3 separate regions of the Hordeum vulgare genome follow, and all the other regions are linked to region 1. A link is a contact called in public Hi-C data. All regions are on one chromosome and are shown on one strand. Each heading gives the region's core, a stretch centred on a gene start, on an enhancer-like site or on the middle of the called end of the contact. The rest is flanking DNA. Distances are from core to core; before and after follow the strand shown.

What was found. A called contact is a pair of places that touch in the nucleus more often than the background predicts.
Region 2: a contact with region 1 is called in a Hi-C map of leaf, with 2.5 times the contacts expected there. The contact joins the promoter of LOC123395993 here to the promoter of LOC123399773 in region 1. A contact is called at or near these places in 3 of 6 Hi-C or Micro-C datasets (leaf and seedling) and 1 of 1 datasets of contacts at active chromatin or transcription factors (embryo).
Region 3: a contact with region 1 is called in a Hi-C map of leaf, with 4 times the contacts expected there. The contact joins the promoter of LOC123396566 here to the promoter of LOC123399773 in region 1. A contact is called at or near these places in 2 of 6 Hi-C or Micro-C datasets (leaf and seedling).

Annotation. Positions count from the first base shown.
Region 1 is chr5H:365,810,304-365,813,276 of MorexV3_pseudomolecules_assembly, reverse strand. LOC123399773 (SEC14 cytosolic factor-like) reads left to right here and starts at 1,617. Exons shown (of 11, transcript XM_045094156.1): 1 at 1,617-1,937; 2 at 2,065-2,093. The coding sequence starts at 1,883.
Region 2 is chr5H:365,659,503-365,662,540 of MorexV3_pseudomolecules_assembly, reverse strand. It overlaps LOC123395993 (putative FBD-associated F-box protein At5g56390), which reads right to left and starts at 1,554. Exons shown (of 3, transcript XM_045091018.1): 1 at 264-1,554; 2 at 27-161. The coding sequence starts at 1,382. LOC123395884 reads left to right here and starts at 2,392. Exons shown (of 1, transcript XM_045090913.1): 1 at 2,392-3,038. The coding sequence starts at 2,794.
Region 3 is chr5H:365,584,485-365,587,717 of MorexV3_pseudomolecules_assembly, reverse strand. LOC123396566 reads left to right here and starts at 1,365. Exons shown (of 1, transcript XM_045091468.1): 1 at 1,365-3,233. The coding sequence starts at 1,881.

The DNA.
Region 1 (2,973 bases), core at 368-2,867:
TCGTCATGGCCTTTGAGGAAGAGTTCAGCTTCGAAATCCCCGACAATGAGGCAGAGAAGATCGATTCCATCAAATCAGCAGTTGACTTCATCACATCGCATCCTCAAGCAAAGTAAGATTTGCTTGCAGGAGTTTCTTGGTTCCTCCTTTGACTTACACATTGTCTCGAGGATGAATGCAACCGAAAAAAGACATGTTTTTTATGTATTTGCCCAGTTGGTGAGAATGGTCTTAGTTTGCTCCGTTGATTTTTGGCAAGTCCTTGTTTTCTCCCCCCATCTACTGCAATAAATAATGATACACCATTTGGGTGTGGATCTGTGATTTTATTTGCTGGAGGTAACAGCACGACAGAGTTGTGATGCTGGATGTGCGCCTGTGCCCTGGCTCATGCTAATTTGTGGGGAATGAGAACTCAAATTTATGGAAGTACAGTCAGTACGAATGACCTGAATTTGCAATGTTACCACCGTACCTAAAAGTTTGTGCTTTTGAAAATTTAGGCTATGGCAGCCAGGTTACAAGGGTGGGAGAAAAACAACAATCCAAACGGAAGCTGGGAAGCGGAATGGAAATACAATCATGACATGTATTCTGATTGTAGGCTAGTATAATACAAGTGTAAAATATTACAAGTGTAGAAAAAAACAACGTTCCAAACGCAGCCTTATATATGTGTGCAGCTTTGTCTACAAGGGATGGTGCGCCGCTTGCAAAAATTGTGTGGCCTTACCCATATGATCATGAAGGTAGACCGACCAGAGATGGTTGATCTTTAAAACACTCGTCACAATTCTCGTTCGGTTATGTCTCTTATTTTTTTCACAATTGAAGAGCTAGCTAGATATTTTCTATTATTTGACATTTAACATGTAAATCTTTCAATGAATGTTCCAGCGCATCTTTGCGCCAAGCGCGCTTGCATACTGAACGTGGCCAAGAGGTAGCACGATGAGACTCCTGGTTCCCTAGTGACAAGTCTTGCCTAATTGTACGAGAGATGCCTTTGTTTGAATAAAGCTTTCCAAATTGGCCGAAGAAAAAAGAAATGCGAACTACAGTGCAGCTTTCGGCCTAACAGTGGAACAGTCGGTTCCACGTGTTTATACTCGGCCTCACGAGGTCAGACAGCAGTGCACGTACTCCCAACACAAAAGCATCGGCCTGACGTGTTTGTTTTTAGAGATTTTTTGATGTAAGGACTAAAAGAAAGTCTAAAAAAATCTCATGTGAAACAAATAGGAGGAATTTTTAGGAACTAAAAGGGGTATTTGAGACTATTTGGAAAAGTCCCTGTGGAGGGTCTTTTTGACTTTTTTGACACTTTTTTCAACAATGTACCTACTTTTAACATGTCATTGGGTAACATCGTCTTTTTGCATGTCATTTAATGACTTCTAGTCCCTATTTAGTCGTTGGAAACAAATGGATAGGGACTAGAGACTTTTAAGTTAGGATTAAAAAAAGTCCCGGAGTTCTCAAACAAACAGGCATGATTAACGAGACGCAGCTGCAGTAACAGCGGTGGTTACCAGCCGCTTTTACAGAAAAGCAGCAAGCCTAAGCCAACTTAAACCCCGAAATAAACAAGCGAGGAAACGAAAATAAAACGGGCTTTGCTGTCCCTTTCCTCCTCCTTCTTAAGCAGCAGCGCCTTCCTCCTGCTCCTCCTCCCCCTCAGCCCCCACGCATACGCACCGTGCAGCGGGAGCAGAGCGCCGCAGCGTCACCTCGGACCACCGAGGGCTGCTGGCAGGCAGGGGGGGGAGCTCAAAAGGCAAACAAGACTCTCTCTCTCTCTGCTTTCTCCCCGTTTGAGGTTTGACCTCTCCTCCAGCTCCAGAGGCCCCCCGCAAGTCTCTCGCGACGACCGTCGCCGGCAATGGCGGCCGCCTCGGAGGAGTCCGTCAAGCAGTTCTCCGCGCTCATGGAGCAGCGTGAGTCATCTCTTGCTCCTCCCTTTTCCATCGTTCGTTTCAGGGAAGGGAATGGAATGAAAGCGGGCCTTTCTTCCCTCTTTCCATTGTTCTTGCTTCGCTGAGATGCGCCCTTGCTTTCCTGCAGTGGAGGAGCCGCTCAAGACCACATTCCAGGTGCCGATCTGCTCCGCCGTCCGCCCTTGCTGGATCTCTCTTCACTCTGCTGCATATTTTTTCCCTGTTTTGGTGCTGACGTCGCCGGACATGCGTCGGTCGTAGCTGAATTACGTCTAGATTGTGCCTCTGTTGTCGTGTGCCGGTTTCCATTCCCGGTGGATTTTTGGGGTTGCTTGCCGCGCGGCCTTCTCGTTTCGCTCGGTTCGTCCTTAGGCAGATTCGCTGGCTTCGTAGCAGCTGGTTAATGTTTGGATCTTGCAACTTGTCTTCCTCTCCAGAGCTCAGCCGAGGTTTCGATTAGCCTTGTTCTTGCTTCAAAATTTCGATCAAATCCGAGAGATTTTCTTTGCCATGTGACTTTCTCTTAGCTCATTCCTTGCTCCCGTTCGTAAGAAAAACATCTTGTCCCGCCACTTGTTAGCAGATGATGAAACGTTTTGGATCTTCAACAGCTTATTATACTTTGTGATTCCGAGCTTAATTGTGCTTCTGGTTCTGTTTCTTGCTTCAAATTCTCTTATTAGTTCTTATCATGTCACTTCGGTGTTTTTAGCAAGGACCCTTTCCTTTCCCCCACCCATACAGCTGACGTTTGTGTGCCCTTCGTCACCATGATAGAGATCCGTAGCTAAACTATGCTTTCGGATCACTTCTTATTTCATTTTTTTATTCGCGTCAGTGGCATGGAGACATTTTTCTTTCCTTCTCATTAGATGTGGGAGGCGCCAGCACTTTCCTCGATCTAAAAAAGCACCACTACTTCCGTTAGGTCCTAATTGCGATTTCGGTACTTATGCTATGGACGGGAAGAAGAAGAAGAAGAAGAAAAAAAGAACGAAAGAAAGCAGCTTTGGTACATCAGACACAACTGTTTTGT
Region 2 (3,038 bases), core at 305-2,804, 150 kb after region 1:
AAGAGTTACCGACGAAGAATCTTCACCTGAATGTACAACTTCTCCAAGGATGGAAAGCACCTCATCAACTCAATAACTGTATCCAGACTAAGAGTTCCCATCTGTACAGCTAAAATCTTGACTGTGCGCACTGCCGTTGTCAGCTTATCAACACGTGGTCCCTTTATCAAGAATGAAGGAAACATTACTCATGCATGGACAACTCAAGTGATATGTGATTTTTGTACATACAGCACTGCAATCGAGAAGCTTCAGGAAGGTACCTTAATAACTGTGGAGCCAAACACGAACATGGGGAGACGATCCTGATCTGAGTTACGAAACCCACCAGAAATGCCGCTTAAGCTCTCCGCCAATGTAGGCAAGGTGATATCAGAAAGGCAGCCTAAGGTCTGCAACCTAGGCGCGGAGACTATTGATACATGGATACCAATGGAAAAATCAAGATGGAGTAACCTCTCAAGACAAGGGGTATTCTCAATGATGAGTTCCTGAAACAAATGGCATCCAGGACGCACAGCGATGCTTATAAGGCTAAGGGAGTTGATCCAGACGCTGCGGAAGCCTGAGCATCGGTCGATCAGCAAGCACTCCAGAGCAGGTGTGCATCCGGCAATCAAGCTGTGCAGCGAGAACTCCGTGATGCGGACAGTATCAAGCCCGAGCTGCTTAAGCAGGGGAAAGTGAAGCCCTTGGACGATGTCGTCAGGGAGGCTGCATTTTCTCAAGGTGGCAACACAGAGGGTGGCCGAGAAGCGGAATGTGGACGCTGGCATCGGGGTAATCCATACAGTAGAGCCGGTCTCAAGCTCCTGCAATTTGTCCAGAGCGGCGGACCGGAGCCAGGCGTCGAGGGTAGCTTCCGCGGCGCGGAGGAAGCGCGGTTCGATGCAGAAGCGGCGGCCGGGCCCCGGGTGGGAGGAAAGGATGTGCGAGATGACGGCAATGCGGGTGTCGTTGTAAGGGGGCAAGCAGCCGGAGGGGAACTCACGGTAGTCTAGATTCAGAGGGGCGGAGCGCCAGACGTGGCGCCACCGGGACGCGAGGATCTGGGTGCGGGCGCCGTCCTTGACGGGGAGGAGGGAGACGATGTGGCGGAGGTTATCGTCGTGGAGGTTGCTGATGCGGTCGACGGCTCCTCCGTCTACCTCCCCTCCGGCGGGCGGTTTGTCCGTCGACCTAGATTTCGGATCTGGCGCCCCCGCCGGCGGTGCTAGAACCTCTTCGTGGATGACCAGGCCCACTGCTGCCGTCGGCACCTGTTCACGGCGCTGGTGTCCCGCTAGCTTCCTCTTCTTGGAAGTATTAGGACCGGAACCGTCCGCCTTCGTCTCCTTGGCCGGCGGAGGCGGCTGGCGCCGCGGCCGCAGACCATCTCGCATGGTCGAAGGAGGCTACGGTTTGGTTTCTCGGGAAGCGGAAGGGGCAGGGCGGTGCGGAGGGGCAGTAGGAGAGAGGACAGGAGTCGCCGGAGCTGAGCGGAGGAGTTCTTTTCTTTGCGCGAAAAGCTGAGCGGAGGAGCTGTGTAGATGCTGCCGCACCATGGTAAACACGAACACGGACTGAGATCCAGTGACATGACAGTGACTTCATGTCACGCTGCAACTTTACCCTTCTAATCTCGGTCCAATTAACATCTTACGGTTCAGATCACACAAGGGGAAAGACCCACAGCACTTAGTTTTCAGCCTAGCAGCAAACAACAATACACACTAGCTACAAACAACGATGCAGTGGCACTTGAATTCAGTTTTATTTAAACAGATTAAAACTCAAAAAATAAAGAACTGAAGTTGACACCGAATCAAAATTGAATAGATTATACGGTAGTGCATTATGCAATCAAAGTTGAATAAACCAATTGCAGTTGACACCAAATCCGATAGAACATGATATTAAAAGGCCACAGCGCATAATGTCCGAATGTTACATCAACAAGTACCAACGTTGAATAATCATTTACACAAACATGTCATTTCACTTGTACATTTAAGCCAAAAAAGACTAAGGGACCCCCAAAATACTGTTGTTAACACTGTCCAAAATACTACCTAACAATTTTAAAGATACTAAATCATATCATCATAAAGATATCAAAAGAGAAGCCCGCGAAGTATTTTCTTCAGCCCGCCCTCGTCGAAAACTGCTAAGTGCTGAGGTCGTTTGCCTTTGTATGATCTGGACTTAGGATGCGAATTGGACGGAGATTAGGAAGGTAAAGTTGCAGCGTGACTCCATGAAGTGAAGTTACTGGATCTCGGTCCGGTAACACACTCGTCATGAGGGCATTTGGCCATTTGCCACATACTCTCGCATTTGATTATTTGCTCCGCATTACTTGGTCTTCGATTAAGCATCAACCTGCAAATTTGGGTCGGCCGCGAACGCGTCGGCGGACAATGACCGTGCATGCTTTAAATTTTTTTATTTACAATCATAAACTTTATTCTTTTGGAAAACGTTTAAAATCATCTGACTGATCTCTCTTCCTCGTAAGCCTTCTTCTCCGAGCGCCACGTGCCCAGGTTGTCCACCGCTTTCTCCTTCTCCCAATCAGCCAACCTTATCCTATCTCTAGTTCTCTACCTCTACGAAGCTGCTCCTCCACACATTTTTCTTTCTGGTCTCTTTTTCTTGCATCCATCGCGAGACGAGAGGAGTCACGACCAGCACTACCAAAACAACTAGGAATTAGAAGAATTGGACATCGGCCATTGGCATTAGCAGTCGAAGCTCCTCGGTTGCATCGTTGGAGGCGGCAAAGCTGCAAAGAAGCGTCCATGGAGGGGAGCCATGGCGAACACCACCACAGCGGTAGGGGGTCCGAGGTTTGCAGTTGGCGATGCAAAACGGCGCTCGTGGACGAGAGCCACGAGTCAGTGCTGCAAAGAAGCAGCTCGTCCACGACAACTAGGATGCAACACAAAAACTTGTCCACGGTCGTTGCGCTGCATTGCAACCTCGATTGCGCTGCAATGCAGCCTCGTGCTCTCACGGAGGAGCGCTCGTCGACGGCGGGGAAGCTGCAATGGAGCGTT
Region 3 (3,233 bases), core at 116-2,615, 230 kb after region 1:
GAGAGGTGATAAACAAAAATATCACATGAACAAATGGTTGGAGATTTATAAACCCAAGGACCAGGGAGGTCTTGGGATTATTTCATCCAAACGGATGAATATTGCACTCCGGTGAGGGGGCCTATAGTTGGATATTGTGCGGGCGAAGTACCTACGTGGACAGCCTCTGGCGTTCGCCTCTAGGTCTGAGGGATCGCAGTTCTGACGGTCCATTGTGCGGTTGTTTCCGGTCCTACGGATAGGCTCATCTATTAACGTAGGGAGGGGCAACTCTACGTTATTTTGGCTTGACCGATGGTGCGGCCCACATGACTTCGCCTTTCATTTCCAACCGCTCTTCTGCATCTACGTGCAACGATTCATCTCCGTTGCAGGTGCGCTACCCAACCTTGTGGGTATCGCATTCACGAGGTCCTTCGGTTTCGTTGAGCGGGACCTCTGGGACGAGTTAGTCCAGTGTGTAGCCTTACACACTCCGTCCCTGGAGGACGATGTTATTCATTGGCGGCTTGAGCCTAATGGACGGTTCACCACCAAATCTCTGTATCAGACAATCTTGCCAACTCCGGGGCCGATCTAATTGAATATCTTATGGGAATTCAAGTTGCCGCTAAAAATACGTATATTCTTATGGCAGCTGGTGCATGGACGGATCCCTTCTGGGACCGAAGTGCTGAAGAGACATGGACCGTCCGACGGAATGTGTCCTCTGTGTATGGTCGCTGAGGACTGTAACCACATCTTCTTCACTTGCCCTGCTGCTAGGTTCTTGTGGAGTTGCTTGCGGGAGGCAGTTGGTGGCAGTTGGTGCATCGACAACCTTCCCGAGGTGTTTGCCGAAGTGCTTCGGTAGCACGACGCTGCTGTGAGACTGATCCTCTGGGTCACCATCGGTGCCCTCCTCTGGACCTTATGAAATGCTCGTAATAAGCTTGTGATCAAGCATGTTATCACTTTCCGTGCTACTGATGCAATTTTCAAACTGTGTGGTTTTCTATAGCTATGGCGTCCGCTTAGTCGGCGCAATGACCAACTCTCCATCGACATGATTGCAACTGCATTGAGTGGAGCTGCCGCACGCATGTCATCCAGCTCAACCCCGCGGCTTCGTCCTCTTCCTGACCCGGATTAGCCTAGTTGCTCTTATTTTTGTCGTGGAGATTATTGTGCTGCTCCCCAACAAAACTTCGTACTTTCCGGTTGTACTTTGGCCATGGCTGTATGCTTTATGACGTTGGCTGGGATGCATTGAATTCTAGGATGTCTTGTATGTTTTGATCGAGGCTTTATAATATTTTTTTTGTCAAACAGATTTTCAGAGAGAAATGGAAGTTGAATTTGAGCATTTGACTGATATTTGATCAAGGAATTGCGATGACATCACCACAAAGTAAGACGAATAACTAGAAAAAGAATTAAATACTACGGAGTACAAGCAAGCTAGAGGTAAGTCGTCACAAACTAAAACTAAGCAGCATGAAATTGGAAATATAGACCAAAATTCGATCCAGAGAAGGACCCAAGCCAAGTGGTTAAGAGTCCCATGCTACCAAATAAGCAGAGAACTACGTATTTCCCACCAGACATGAACAACCAGCCGGACAAAGGTGTCATGTTCAATTTCCCCTTTTCTCTGTATGATCATACATCATGGCAAGGCAATCCAGAGACGAGCGCCATTATTGATTAGATAAATAGAGTTCTGGCCTGTTTCTGCTGTCCACTATCGATCAGCAAGAATGTTAGCAAGAATCCTTACTGATGTCTGTCACATTCTTTGTCGCCAATATGTCTCCAGTCCCAACCGGGAACTACGTAGTTAACTCCCTCTTGTAACATAAAACTAAGCCGTGAACATTCGATTGGGAAATCAAATCGCGATGGAGGGCGATCAGCTGAGCAGCTCCCTGGCCGGTCACCACCACAGCATCGACATTGACATCGCAGCGGAGGCGAAACCATTGGACGCCGTCGACGGCGAGGCCGGGCGGAAGTGGCTGCGCAAGCTCACGTCGGCGACGGTGAACAAGGCCGTGATGAGGGACCTCATCGCGCGGACGCCCATGTTGTGGTACCTCGCCGAGCGCTCGGGCACCATCCTCCGCCCGCGCACCCGGCGCGTCGCGGGCGCCGAGGCGCTCCACGCGGTGCGCGCCGTGGCCATCGGGCCGTTCCACCGCGGCGACCGGGGCCTCCCCTTCCCCGACGACGCCAAGCTCCCGTTCATGCGGTACCTGCAGGAGCAGTGCGGGCTCGACGTCGACGCCTACGTGGCGGCGCTGTCGGGAGAGCGCGACCGCCTCCGCGACGAGTTCGCCGACGACGACGCGGACGCGGGGGTGGACAAGGCGCTGCTGGACGACGAGGAGAATTTCCTGCAGATGCTGCTCCTGGACAGCTGCTTCGTCCTCGTCGTGAGCATGATGCTCAGCAAGGCCGGCGTCGGCGAGGACGCAGACAGCGCGGCGCGGGCGGCGTCCATCAACAGGGAGTACTTCATTCTCTACATGGCCGTGGCGCAGCACGCCGAGCAGATCAAGCTCGACATGCTAGTGCTCGAGAACCAGGTCCCCTTCGCCGCCGTCAAGCTGCTGGTCGCCTCCTGCGGCAGGCTGAAGCTCCGCCACTCCGTCGAGGAGGTGGTGCTCGGCTGCTTCGACGACATCTGCCCAAAGCGGGCGTGCCTCGCCCGCGACGCGGCGGGCGCGGAGTTCCACCACGTCCTGCACCTCTTCCACTGGTCCCGCGTGCCGGTTAACAAGTACTGCATCCTCTCCACGCCGCTGAAGCTCCTCAAGATCAAGAAGGAGTCGGAGCGGCTGTTCCCCTGCTCCGTGGAGCTGCGGCACTCGGCGGTGTGGTTCCGGCAGGCGGCGGCGTCGACCTGCCAAGGCGATCTCGACATGTCGTTCTGGAGCCGGCCGGCGAGCCCCGTGGCGGTGATGAGCATCCCGTGCTTCCACGTCCACGAGTACAGCGCGGCGGTGCTGTACAACATGCTGGCCTTCGAGATGCGCTTCCACTGGGCGCACGGCGCCTGCGTGACGACGCACGTGGCCCGGATGGAGGGACTCGTGCGGTGCCCGCAGGACGCGACGTTTCTGCGCCGGCGAGGCGTCCTTTCCTCCACGCGGCTGACGGACGCGGAGCTCGTCTACTTCTTTCGGGAGCTCGGGGCGCAGACAGTCGGCGCGAGGCTGCCGGATGAGTTCGGCGAGATGGTCAACGCGGTG